Regions from separate parts of the Mus musculus genome. Here regions 1 and 3 are each linked to region 2. A link is a contact called in public Hi-C data. All regions are on one chromosome and are shown on one strand. The core of a region is the stretch at or near the end of the contact, and the rest is flanking DNA. Distances in the headings are between cores, read along the strand shown.

Region 1 (3,736 bases), core at 982-3,481, 210 kb before region 2:
AGATCCACAGCCATGGAAGATAACATATAGAGATGTGACACAAGCACACCAGCTCTGAAAATGAAGAAGGAGCCGTCCTAACTGTGATGGAAATCAGGCCCTACCAGTTACCAGCTTGGCTTGGGCCACATGTCAAATTTCTCACCTGTAATAGCCCTCCAGATCCATGGTATCCACTTTGGCAGATTTAAGTAATTGTCATTCAAAAACCAGTTAGAAAAGAGAAATTATGAATGGACTGAACACACAGGCTTTTTTCTTGTCACTGTTCCTCAAACAATATATCTAAGGTCTATTTGCATAGCATTTCCATTGTAGGAGGTATAGTAATTTAAAGTATAGAAAGCATGCACGGAGGTCTTATGCAAATACTGTACTGAATCTAAGGGACTTGAGCACCCGGGGCCTTGGAGGCCTATGGGGTGATGGAAGGCATCCTGCTACCAATTCCCAATGGGAATAGAAGATGACTGTATTTACCTCATCGGATTGTGCTGTGGCTCCAAGAGAAGGGGCATGGAAGGTGTCCAGCAGAAAGTCATTGTTGCCGGGCGTGGCGGCACTCGCCTTTAATCCCAGTACTCGGGAGGCAGTCGGATTTCTGAGTTCGAGGCCAGCCTGGTCTACAAAGTGAGTTCCCAGACATCCAGGGCCATACAGAGAAACCCTGTCTCGAAAACAAAAACAAAAACAAAAACAAAAACAAGAAAGTCATTGTGCTGTGGGGCAATTTGACCAGTAGGGAAAATACAGGAGGTGAGGATCCGCAAGTCCACAGGCTGGAGTCTCCTGGACATATATGGCAGAGCGGAGAGCAGCTGCAGAAAAAACACAGTGAGAAAGCAAGGAGATAGGACGGGGCTCCGGAAAGGGCTCCCAGCCGTGCCTGGTTACTGGGGCTACCATTTCCCTTTCTTCCTTGCTTATAGGAGCTCTTGATAACTATGCAGTGACTTGGATGAGTGTCTCCCAAAGTCAAAGTGTGTTAAAGGCTTAGTCCACAGGGTGGTGCTATTGGAAGGTGATGGAATCTTTGAGAGGCGGAGCCTAGTGCGAGGTCCTTGGTCACTAGGGGTGTGCCCTTTGACCTGGATCCCAGTTCATAAGATAAATTGCCTGCTCTGCCCTGAACTCACATTGTGACGGGCTGCCTCAAACTAGTTAGCCCGCCTAATCCCCAAACAGAACGTCCAGAACCATGAATCAAAAGAAACCTTTTCTTTCTATAAGTTAATTGTCCCAAGTGTTTTCTTATAGTAACCTACAGCTGAACAATACAGGCTGTATATTCCTTAACCAAAAGAAAAACTAGCCCAAAGTTTGCTCTAGCCAAACAATTCAACGGCAACACACAGCACAACAAACAAAGCTGAGAGCTGGGATGCGTGAGTATTTGTTGCAAGAAGAGTCAATCGAAGACGATCGAATGAATTTAAAGCAGCTAAAATCCGCACAGAACCTCCTAGTTCCTTCTCCACCTCCACCACACTAGGGTAGCTTGGAAGCTAGAGAAAGAGGGATAAAATCCTTTAGGCAAGCATTCTTCCCCCGGCCAGAATCTTAGTGAAGGTTGGGGGATCCACCAGGCAGCTCCATGGGGGCACCCAGGGGACCTTAGTCCGAGCAGCTCCTACTGATTCATTTTCTTGAAAGGAGCTAATCCTTGCTCTCTCTCTCTGAGGGAGGCCTCTGCCACAGCTTAGCTTCCTCACAAATGTCAAATGACCTCATCCTTATGCCTCCTGTGCAGTCGGAGTGTAATAAAAACAATGGATGCACACGCAAAGTTCAGGCCTAGCCATCCTGCACTTAATTGGATTCGAGGAGAGGAAGCAATACTTTCTCCCTCAATAGCCTCACCTCCCATAATCCCTTCTCCAGTGGAACCGCCCCTACCACTACTGACGTCACAATGTGGTTCACAGACTCACCACGTCCACATCACCTGGGTGCTAGCTACGAATAAACAGTCTCGGACCCCCAGACCTACTATCTGGGCTGTCACCAGCTTCCTGATGTGGGTGCCTATTGCAGGCTATGGAGGAGGATGCTTTGCCAGTTGAGAGACATACAGATGGCTACATACCACACCCAGAGATTCTGAAGTCAGTGGTGTGAGAAAGGATGGGGCTTCAGAAGAATTTCAAACTCTCCTGAGAATCTACACTGAGTAGTCCTGAGAGCCTTCAACAGGGTAGGGGATAGGAATTTATTCCCAAAGGATTTGTGGCTTGCAGCTGGGGTGGCCATAACATTCCTCACACATGAGCTGGCATCGGACCTCCCCAGAAGGCTTGTCACAGAGCCGGCCTTTGCAATCAGCAGGCCTGGGAATTTGGTTTTCAGTAGCTGTTGCTACTTTGCTTTGTGCTAGGAATTTTGCTCAGGGCTATGGGTGGATCTCAGAGTCTTTCTTACACATCAGGGTAGCCAACTGCTCTACCACTGAGCTACACCCCCAGTCCTGAAAGTGTGTCCGTCTTTCTCTCTCTCTCTCTCTCTCTCTCTCTCTCTCTCTCTCTCTCTCTCTCTTTCTTTCTTTCTTTCTTCTTTCTTTTTCTTTCTCTCTTTCTTTCTTTTTTTCCGAGACAGGGTTTCTCTGTGTATCTCTGGCTGTCCTGGAACTCACTCTGTAGACCAGGCTGGCCTGGAACTCAGAAATCCACTACCTCTGCCTCCCAAATGCAGGGATTAAAGGCATGGGCTACCACTGCCTGACAACTCTAAAACTCTTAAACCCCCAAAATAAAAGCCTAAAATTAAAAAAAAAAACAAAAACCCAAAAACCCTAACACACTCTAAGATCCTTAAAAAAAAAAAAAAAAAAAAAAAACAGAAAAAACACTAAACATACACTAAAACACCCAACTCTAAAACACTCTTCTAAAAACCCTACAAAACCCTTTTTAAAAAAACTCTAGCCAGACGAAGGTGGCACACGCCTTTAATCCCAGCACTTGGGAGGCAGAGGCAGGCTGATTTCTAAGTTTGAGACCAGCCTGGTCTACAAAGTGAGTTCCAGGACAGCCAGGGATACACAGAGAAACCCTGTCTCGAAAAAAAACAAAAACAAAAAACAAAACAAAACAAAACAAAAAAACCCACACAAGAACCAAAAATGACCCTAAAACTTTTTTTTTTTCCCAGATAGGGTTTCTCTGTGTATTCCTGGCTGTCCTGGAGCTCCCTCTGTAGACCAGGCTGGCCTCGAACTCCGAAATCTGCCTGCCTCTGCCTCCCAAGTGCTGGGATTAAAGGCGTGCGCCACCACAGCCCGGCTGAAAATGTGTATTTCTAATGAGTTCCTTGGTGAAACAGATGGTTTGGAAACCTCACAGAGGAACACTAGGAAGGATTCTTGGCTTCACCTCTTGAACCTTCTCCTCAGCCCATCTGTGTACTTGTTTATAAATATAAAATGGACTGAGAAACACCCCACCCTTTGGTCTGGAAGTGTAGCATAATCACAAAGCACTGCCTAGCAAACACAGGTTCTGGGCTCCATCCCTAACACTGGAGGGGGGGGGGGACCCTTCCACCCTTGGTATCTAACATTCCCCAGTATCTGAAGGGACTTTCATTACCAACCATTTCTCCAAGGCTGTCTGATAGCTCTGACCCATCATTAGCAAGGATCCTCTTAACAGTGTACCCAGATCCCCGCTTATGCCTGAAGCCACCTCTTAGTTCTTTTCCATCCTCGTTTCTTGCCTGTAGATCATTCAGGCTTGAACCT
Region 2 (3,739 bases), core at 533-3,032:
CGGTGATTCGCTCGCTTTACAAGGTCTTTCCCCCTACCACCCTCCTCACCACTTACGCATGTCGGGAGAGTCTAGGAGAGAGAGTGGGGGTCTCCCCGTCCTCGAGGCCACCCACCTCGGTCCGGGACCGGGTGTGGGCCGCAGGCCCAGAGAGGAGGGGAACTAAGAGGTCTCTCCTACTTCCTCTCATTTCTCTTTCCCTTACAGCCTGCCCACCTTCCGCTTCCCCATCGGAACACGAAGGGCCTAGGTCACTTGGCCGGTGATTTCCTCGGTGCCCAGCCCAGTCCGCGGGGTGCAGTCTCCCTCTCCCTGCCGCTCACGACCCTCTCAGGGCTCCCAGCCGCGGAGGCGCTGGGGTGAAGCCCCCTCCTTGCTTCGTTTTCTAAAGTGCCTGCAAATACAAAAGCGGTTCCGTAATGCCTTCCGTCTGCGAGAGCCGGAGGACCTTGGCTGACCTTTCGGAAACTGATTGCAACTGCCTGTTAACAGCCCGTACTGACCGCACTGAGCGGAGCGGAGGACAATCATTTAAGTGACAGACGGCGAGGTGGCCCCGGCTCAGTTGAGCGGCCTGGTTAAGCCCTCCCCTCCCCCCTCCCCAGCTACTCCCCCAGCTCCGGGTGCACTGCGGGCCGTGGCCAGCTCTCTGGAGAGCGGGGAGGGCGCACCGTGAGCGCCTGTGAGTGTGAGTGCGTGTCTGCGATTATGGGCCGAAGGGTTAACCCTTTGCAGAACGCCGCCGGGGTCCTTTGAAGCCGAGCGCTGCCGGCTTAATCTGCCATTTGCAGAAGAGGAATAAAGAGGCTGCCTTGTCCTACTACCCCTAATGGGTAAACTGTACTCTCTTAGCGTGACCCGGTCACTGTCCCTGCTGCTGCCGAGGAAAGATCTCGACCCTTGGATCTTCTGCCATGGCGCTATGTAACCTCCCTGCGCTTTCCTCTTTTTCCTCACAGAAACAAGGAACAGCGCGGGGACAGCGCAAAGCGTCCAAAGGCTTTAAGGTTCGCGATGCAGTGGACGTGGGTGTTCCTGGTGTTTTCTGTTTTGGAAACTGGAAAAAGGGGAGGTGGGCTCACAGCAGGAAGGGCAGGTGGGGGAGGGGGAGGCTGGTGACAGGGCACCTCGGGCTTCTCTCTCTCTCTCTCTCTCTCTCTCTCTCTCTCTCTCTCTCTCTCTCTCTCTCTCTCTCTCTCTCTCTCTCTCTCTCTCTCTCTCTCTCTCTCTCTCTCTCTCTCTCTCTCTCTCTCTCTCTCTCTGGAGAGATCGCCAGCTGCTCTCCAACAGGCAGCGCCCTGAAATCTATTTAAAGAGAGGGAAAGGGGAGGAGAACAAAGGGGGAGGAGGGGGGCGGCGAGAGAGCAGGGAGGATCCGCCGCTCCGCGGGCACATCAAGCGCTCACATCTGTACACTCCGCGATCGATGGGGAGAATGGATAATATTTGTCAGCTGCAGACCTTTCTCTTCCCGGTTCCCAGGAAGGGGAGGGGGCAAGGGAGGGGGAGGGGCAGGCAGACCAGGCGAGAGAGGCCGCGTCAAGGACAGCGCGCCTCCCGCTGCAGCCGCACGGAAACCCAGTGCCCAGAAAGCCGGCAGATTTTTTTCTCTTATTATCATTATTAATTATTTTTTATTATTCCACAGCAGCCAGCGAGCGCTCAGCCGCGCCCCTCCCCCGCTCGCCTGCCGCCTCCCTTTGTTGATTTTCAGCTGCAAGCGTGGCGGGCCCGAGCCACCGCCGCCGCGGAGCACGATTTGCTCTTGCGCCCTGGGTCGCAGCTGCGGCCCAGGAAGTCAGGGCTCCGCCCCCGCCCCCGCCCCCCGAGGCGCGGCAGATCCTGTCCACCAAGCGCGCGCGCGCGCGCGCGCACACACACACACACACACACACACACACACACACACACACACACACACACACACACACACACACACTCATCGGTGGCCAGCCACCAGGCTATCCTAGCAGTACTTTGCTGCGGCTTTGCGTCCCCCAAAGCCCAGGCGCTGGCTGCCTCGACCAGGAGCCAGCCGTGGGCCGCACACCGGCCTTCACCACCCCCTTCCCCGGCCGCGGCACTCTGATGCCGCCACCCTCACACATGGTCTTCATTTAGCACACTAGCGGCTCGCTTCCTCTCTGCTCTTCTCCTCGGGGCTTTTCAGAGCGAGGAGGGAGGTTTAGAGGAAGTTAGAAACCTTGTGAGCCCACGGGGAAGGGGGAAACCCTCGTTAGCAGTCTGAGCTTCCGAGACGGAGGGGAGCGTCCTACGGGGGATAGGACAGAGCCTAGGTGCCCTCCCCTCCCTTGAATGTTAGGAAGGCTAAGTGAGAGGTGGCAGTCTCACCCATTCGTCCTTTTGCCTGTTAGACCTTATATCGCTAACCTAGTGGTGCCCTCAGCTAGTTGGAGACGGATTGGGTAGGGTGGAGTGGGAGTTGATGGGACAGGCAGTCAACGAATGAGACCTAAGATAGCTCAGACTGACCCAACCGTAATGGCTAGCTCACCAAACCTTTCCCATTCACCCCAGGTTGAAAACCTAAAACGGATGACCCACCAATTGGCCTGGGTCCACTGTGTTGCGGAAGATGGAGGAGGGGAGCTGCAGAGATTCGGGGTTTATTTGTATACCCTCATCCTCCTGCGATACCAAGCCAGCCAGAGGTGGCGTCCCTGACTGCTCTGCGGTCCTGGGCAGGGCAGGAAGCTGGCGCGGCCGCCGACTGGGCAGGCACCACTTGGCCTAGCCCGCTGTTCGCTGGAACTCGCGAAGCACCATCACTCTGAGTTGAGTTCCCGAGACTCCGGCCTGGTCACCCTGAGCTGTTTTCCTCCCACATCGTCAGTTGGCCTCTCTCGCAAGTCTCCTGATCTCCCGCCATCTGCTTTTCCCTTCCTTGACCGATCTCTGGAACTTCGAAATACATTCAACCGCCTTTTCTGAGATTCAAAGTTTTGTGTTTCCCCAGGGGTTAGCAGCCTAATGCTTCCCCCGTTTCCCGGAACAAAGCAAGTATTCAGCCGGGAGGGGGGCAGGCTGAGTATCCTCTCCCAGCAGCGCCTGGCGCCTGTGCAGGTTCAGAACACTCTCTTTTGAATGCAGGTGCCTTGGTGTGAGTGAGTGTGTGTGTGTGTGTGTGTGTGTGTGTGTGTGTGGTGGTGGGGGGGGGGGGGCTTTCTTTCCTCCGTCTCTCCGGGGAGCCCGAGAGGACACTTGTGTTTAGGCGAGGTTCTCACCCCGAGCTAGGAGGGCACACACTCGGCTGTTTACAGTGTGTCTGCTGCTGGAGATCACTTGCCCACACTTGACAGCGCGGGGCACCCTCAGGCTGCCAGATCCTCGAGCACTTCGCCGGAGGCTTTCGCAGTACTGGGGCCAGGGTGGGCAAGGAAAAGCGAGAGGTCTCTTAGAATTTTGAGGTTTTGCAGTCCACAGATCCCCCACCACCACCACCACCATAACAAGAGTCTGGATCGAGTAGTCTGTCAAAGGAGTTTAGGGGAGGAGTGAAGAGCTCACGAAGCGGGGTGAGATTCAAAACAGTCCTTGGGCTACCATCAGACAGCCTATCCCCATCCCCCAGTCCCGGGTGCGCCCTGGACTCCACTCGCGACTCAGAGGTGCCTCTCTCTGGACAGCGCTCCGCAGCTCCACCTGTCTTTGCCACCCTACGCGATAGACTTCTCACCCCAAGCAAGGAGGGAGGGCTACGCTAGCTGTGACCACGAGC
Region 3 (3,383 bases), core at 168-2,667, 220 kb after region 2:
TCATACATACTCATTTGGCCCAGCCTCCACTCCCTCACCGTGAATGGCTGTAGCCCCCCACTCTCTCTCCACTGTCTCCCCACTTCTCTTTTGTTTATATCCCATTTCAGGCTTAGCATAGCACCATGGCTGATTATAAGAATCCACACCATATCATGTCACATGTTCAAAGCCCTCTGATAGCTTTTGATCTTACTTTGGGTAGCCTCAGGACCTCCTTCCTTGTGGTCTTGCAAGCATGTGCAAAATGGTGCCTGTCTGTTATGCTTCCCAGATCTTCCTGGACTAAGGTCCTTTGTGCTTTGTCTACCTGGGACTCTCTCTCTCTAGTCATTTGCAAGGCTGCCCTCTTCATTTTTTCTTTTCCTTCTCCTACCCCCATAGCTCTACCCTGCTCCTCCTTAGTGTCAGCTGAGGGATCACATGTCCTTCTTCTGGGCTGTGTTTATCGCCTGTGCTATCCCTGTTGGAGTGTATGTCTCTGGTGGAAGCAATGATTTAGCTTGCCATGTTTTCATTGGTAACTCCTTGGTGCTTGGAACAGCACCTGGCACACAGTAGGCACTTTAAAGTATTTGTAAGATAAAAGATGGATACATGGATGGGTGAATGGATGGATGGATGGAGTGGCAGCCTTCTGGCTGTCATGCAGGCAGCATCTGAAAAACCAGAATACTGTGTGGCAGGAGCCTTGCCAGTCCTAGGACTGGGTAAACAGAGCCTGAAAGCTCACTGAGAATCCACCTTGGAATTCCGTTCTTTCGGCCTCAGTCTCTGCGTGGTCCTGACACAAAGAGTAAACAGTGTGGGGACTATATACCTTGCTCCTATCCCTCAGGACCTATGCTTGCCGCCTTTTGCCTGGCTACGTTTCAGTTCATAGGCAGCAATAGTTATGCAGGACTCACTCTTGGGACTATTACTCTTGGAACATCTAGAAACCTCATGAGCTTGCAGTGCCATGCCTGTTCCAGGAGCCTTTGGCATCCTATAGAGATAAAAAAGAGACATAGCACATCTGGAGCTGGGCTTGCAGGCCTTCAAGAACACAGGCCTCAGCTGAGTGAGCATGACAGTGTCTAGATGAAGTGCTTAATGTACCCAGCGATACAGGTCCTAAATGACATGTGTGTGCAGCTTGCACACCCATAAAATAGGCCAGTGATGCAAGGTCCTTGGGAGGATTAGATATCCCTCTTAGTGGTGTCCTGCTTCCCTGGAGGATCAGGATCCTTTGTGGGGATCTGGAAGAAGCTGGTGCCTTGCTGCTAAGATCCCACAGTTCCCGCGTGTTCCCATCTGGAACTCGGCTCAGTTACACGTGTCTTGTGGCTAGCTTTGTTTTCCTGATGGGCTCCTGAGCCCTTGGCTGCCTGCAGCCATTCTGAGATTTTTCTGTGAGGTTCATTAGCATTTGCTGGCAAGCTGAGATCTCATTACCCAGCAAAGAGACTGGCAAATCCCGGGTCTCTCCTGCCCAGTGAGCGGAGAAGCAGCTGGAGGGCCAGGCTCCAGCCTTGGCCTCGAGGAACCGCTCCTGATTGCTCGCCTTCACTCATCCACAGCTGTTTGCCTGTAAATTGAAGAGCTCAGTGGACGATCCAGTTCTGACAGCTGGAGTCCATGTGCTAGGTGTGATGGCTAACTGGACCGGACCGACTGCCTCATACGCCTACAGTTCTGCTTTCCTGCCACTATGAATGGACTGATGGTCTCCCCCCAAACTGTGAGCCAAAACAAGGCCCTATCCCTTTTTGGTTGTGTCTGTTGGGTATTTTGTCACTGTACGGGGAAAAGTAAGTGTCTAACCCCTGAGCTTCCTTCCCAGCTCTCAAGTGGTCTTTAAATGTCCTGTCTCAGAGCTGGAAATAAAAGCCTCCTCCCTATTCTCTCTTTTCAAAGTGGTGCCAATCATTTTGAAGTTTGGAGACGATTCATTTGTATATCCAAGGGGCCTCCCATGTCTCTGCTAGAGTGTTTTCTGATCCTGAGTATGTATGCTGGCCTGGGGGAAATCCCAGGAAGATGTCCAGATAGGACAATATGTAATGTGCAGACACACCCAGGATCACAGCCTGTTCACTTTTGGTGGGACCACTCTAGTAGACTTTCCATAAAGATGTTCTCTGTGGTCCCTGGGGGCCTTGACCCCTAGTTACCCACAATTCTCTGCTCAGTAAAGCATCCTTTTCTAGTATCCTCCCACGCCATTTCCCTAGTCCCTCATCATGAGGTGGCAGGCTGAATCTTGTGCCCTTCTAGAACTCACATTTAGAGTCCTAAGCCCCAGAGCCCTGACATGTGATTTGACATAGGCTTCTGAAGAGGCATCAAGGAACTGGAGAGATGGCTCAGTAATGAAACAAAATTGCTGCTCTTCCAAAGGATCCAGGTTGGGTTACCAGCACCCATGCCTAAAGGCTCACAACACCTGGAACCCATGCTCCAGGCAATCACACATTTGGCTAATGTGGACACAACTCACATGCACATACTCACATGCAAACAAAAATACCTATCCGTAATTGAAAATAATGAAGGTAAATGTTTAAAGAGGCAATACACTGAAAACAAGGCCATCACAATAGACTTAATCTAATCGCATGGATAGGTTACACTGGTAGGTCCTTACTGTGTATCCAAGACTGAGAGAGGCCTGAGGCTGAGATAGCAAGGTGTCTCTGCTTATGGTGGGCTTCCCTGGCTACTCCAGCCTCTAGACGTTAAAGGAGCACTAGGCCAGGCTGTGGTGGCATATGCCTTTAATCCCAGCACTTGGGAAGCAGAATCAGGCCTATTTCTGTAAGTTTGAGGCTAGCCTGATCTATAGAGAGAGTCAGGGGCAGCCAGGGTTATTATACAGAGAAACCATATCTCAAAATACACCTCCCCCCCAAAACAAGGAACAGAGCCCTAAGAGCCCCCAGTAGCTATTAAATACCTGATAAGTCCTTGCAAGAAGAGGAGAGTAGAACTCTAAAAGAAGAAGCAAGGTTGCTTGCAGAGAGAGATGATGACAGGAAGACACAGAGAAGGTGGTCCCGTGCAAGCAGAGAGACCTTAAGAACCCAAGCCCACCCAGGTCTTCACCATGTAGTTCTAGTTTGCATAACCATGGGAGGACACTTGCCTGTTGCTTCTACCCCCAACAACATTATTTTGTTACAGTGTCCCCAAATAAGCCCCTCAATCAAAACTCTTTGGCTCAGTGTATACTCTTTATTTGTTTGTTGTGGGTTGAGAGAATGAAGCTGGAAGACACAAGACCTCCTTCCCTTTCTGCCTGCCTCTCTTCCCACAGGGTCTCCTCAACTCTGTATTCCAGGCTGGCCTCAACTCATTATATAGCCCAGACTGTGAGATGACAGATGTGAGCCACCATG

The links. A called contact is a pair of places that touch in the nucleus more often than the background predicts.
Region 1: a contact with region 2 is called in a Hi-C map of the C2C12 cell line, with 4 times the contacts expected there. The contact joins two enhancer-like sites. A contact is called at or near these places in 17 of 484 Hi-C or Micro-C datasets (the C2C12 cell line, the G1E-ER4 cell line, the HL-1 cell line and 5 more), 10 of 115 datasets of contacts at active chromatin or transcription factors (embryonic stem cells, extraembryonic endoderm stem cells, large pre-B cells and 2 more) and 1 of 9 other capture datasets (embryonic stem cells).
Region 3: a Hi-C map of cerebral cortex shows a contact between it and region 2, with 4 times the contacts expected there. The contact joins two enhancer-like sites. A contact is called at or near these places in 3 of 484 Hi-C or Micro-C datasets (the C2C12 cell line, cerebral cortex and muscle stem cells) and 1 of 115 datasets of contacts at active chromatin or transcription factors (embryonic stem cells).

Annotation. Positions count from the first base shown.
Region 1 is chrX:12,345,601-12,349,336 of GRCm38.p6, reverse strand. All of the region lies in intron 1 of Gm14635 (predicted gene 14635), which reads left to right. Among named protein-coding and RNA genes, the nearest start is that of Gm14635, 7.5 kb to the left of the region's middle. Within about 2 kb of position 2,231, at least 30 of the 459 cell types and tissues checked have an H3K27ac peak or open chromatin away from gene starts, as enhancers often do. A contact at or near this core is called in the C2C12 cell line, the N1E-115 cell line and trophoblast stem cells, where this site is marked.
Region 2 is chrX:12,133,669-12,137,407 of GRCm38.p6, reverse strand. It overlaps a transcript of Bcor not described here. Among named protein-coding and RNA genes, the nearest start is that of Gm46687, 43 kb to the right of the region's middle. Within about 2 kb of position 1,782, at least 257 of the 459 cell types and tissues checked have an H3K27ac peak or open chromatin away from gene starts, as enhancers often do. A contact at or near this core is called in the C2C12 cell line, the N1E-115 cell line, cerebral cortex and 1 more, where this site is marked.
Region 3 is chrX:11,914,230-11,917,612 of GRCm38.p6, reverse strand. No RefSeq gene overlaps it. Among named protein-coding and RNA genes, the nearest start is that of Gm52427, 21 kb to the right of the region's middle. Within about 2 kb of position 1,417, at least 2 of the 459 cell types and tissues checked have an H3K27ac peak or open chromatin away from gene starts, as enhancers often do. A contact at or near this core is called in cerebral cortex, where this site is marked.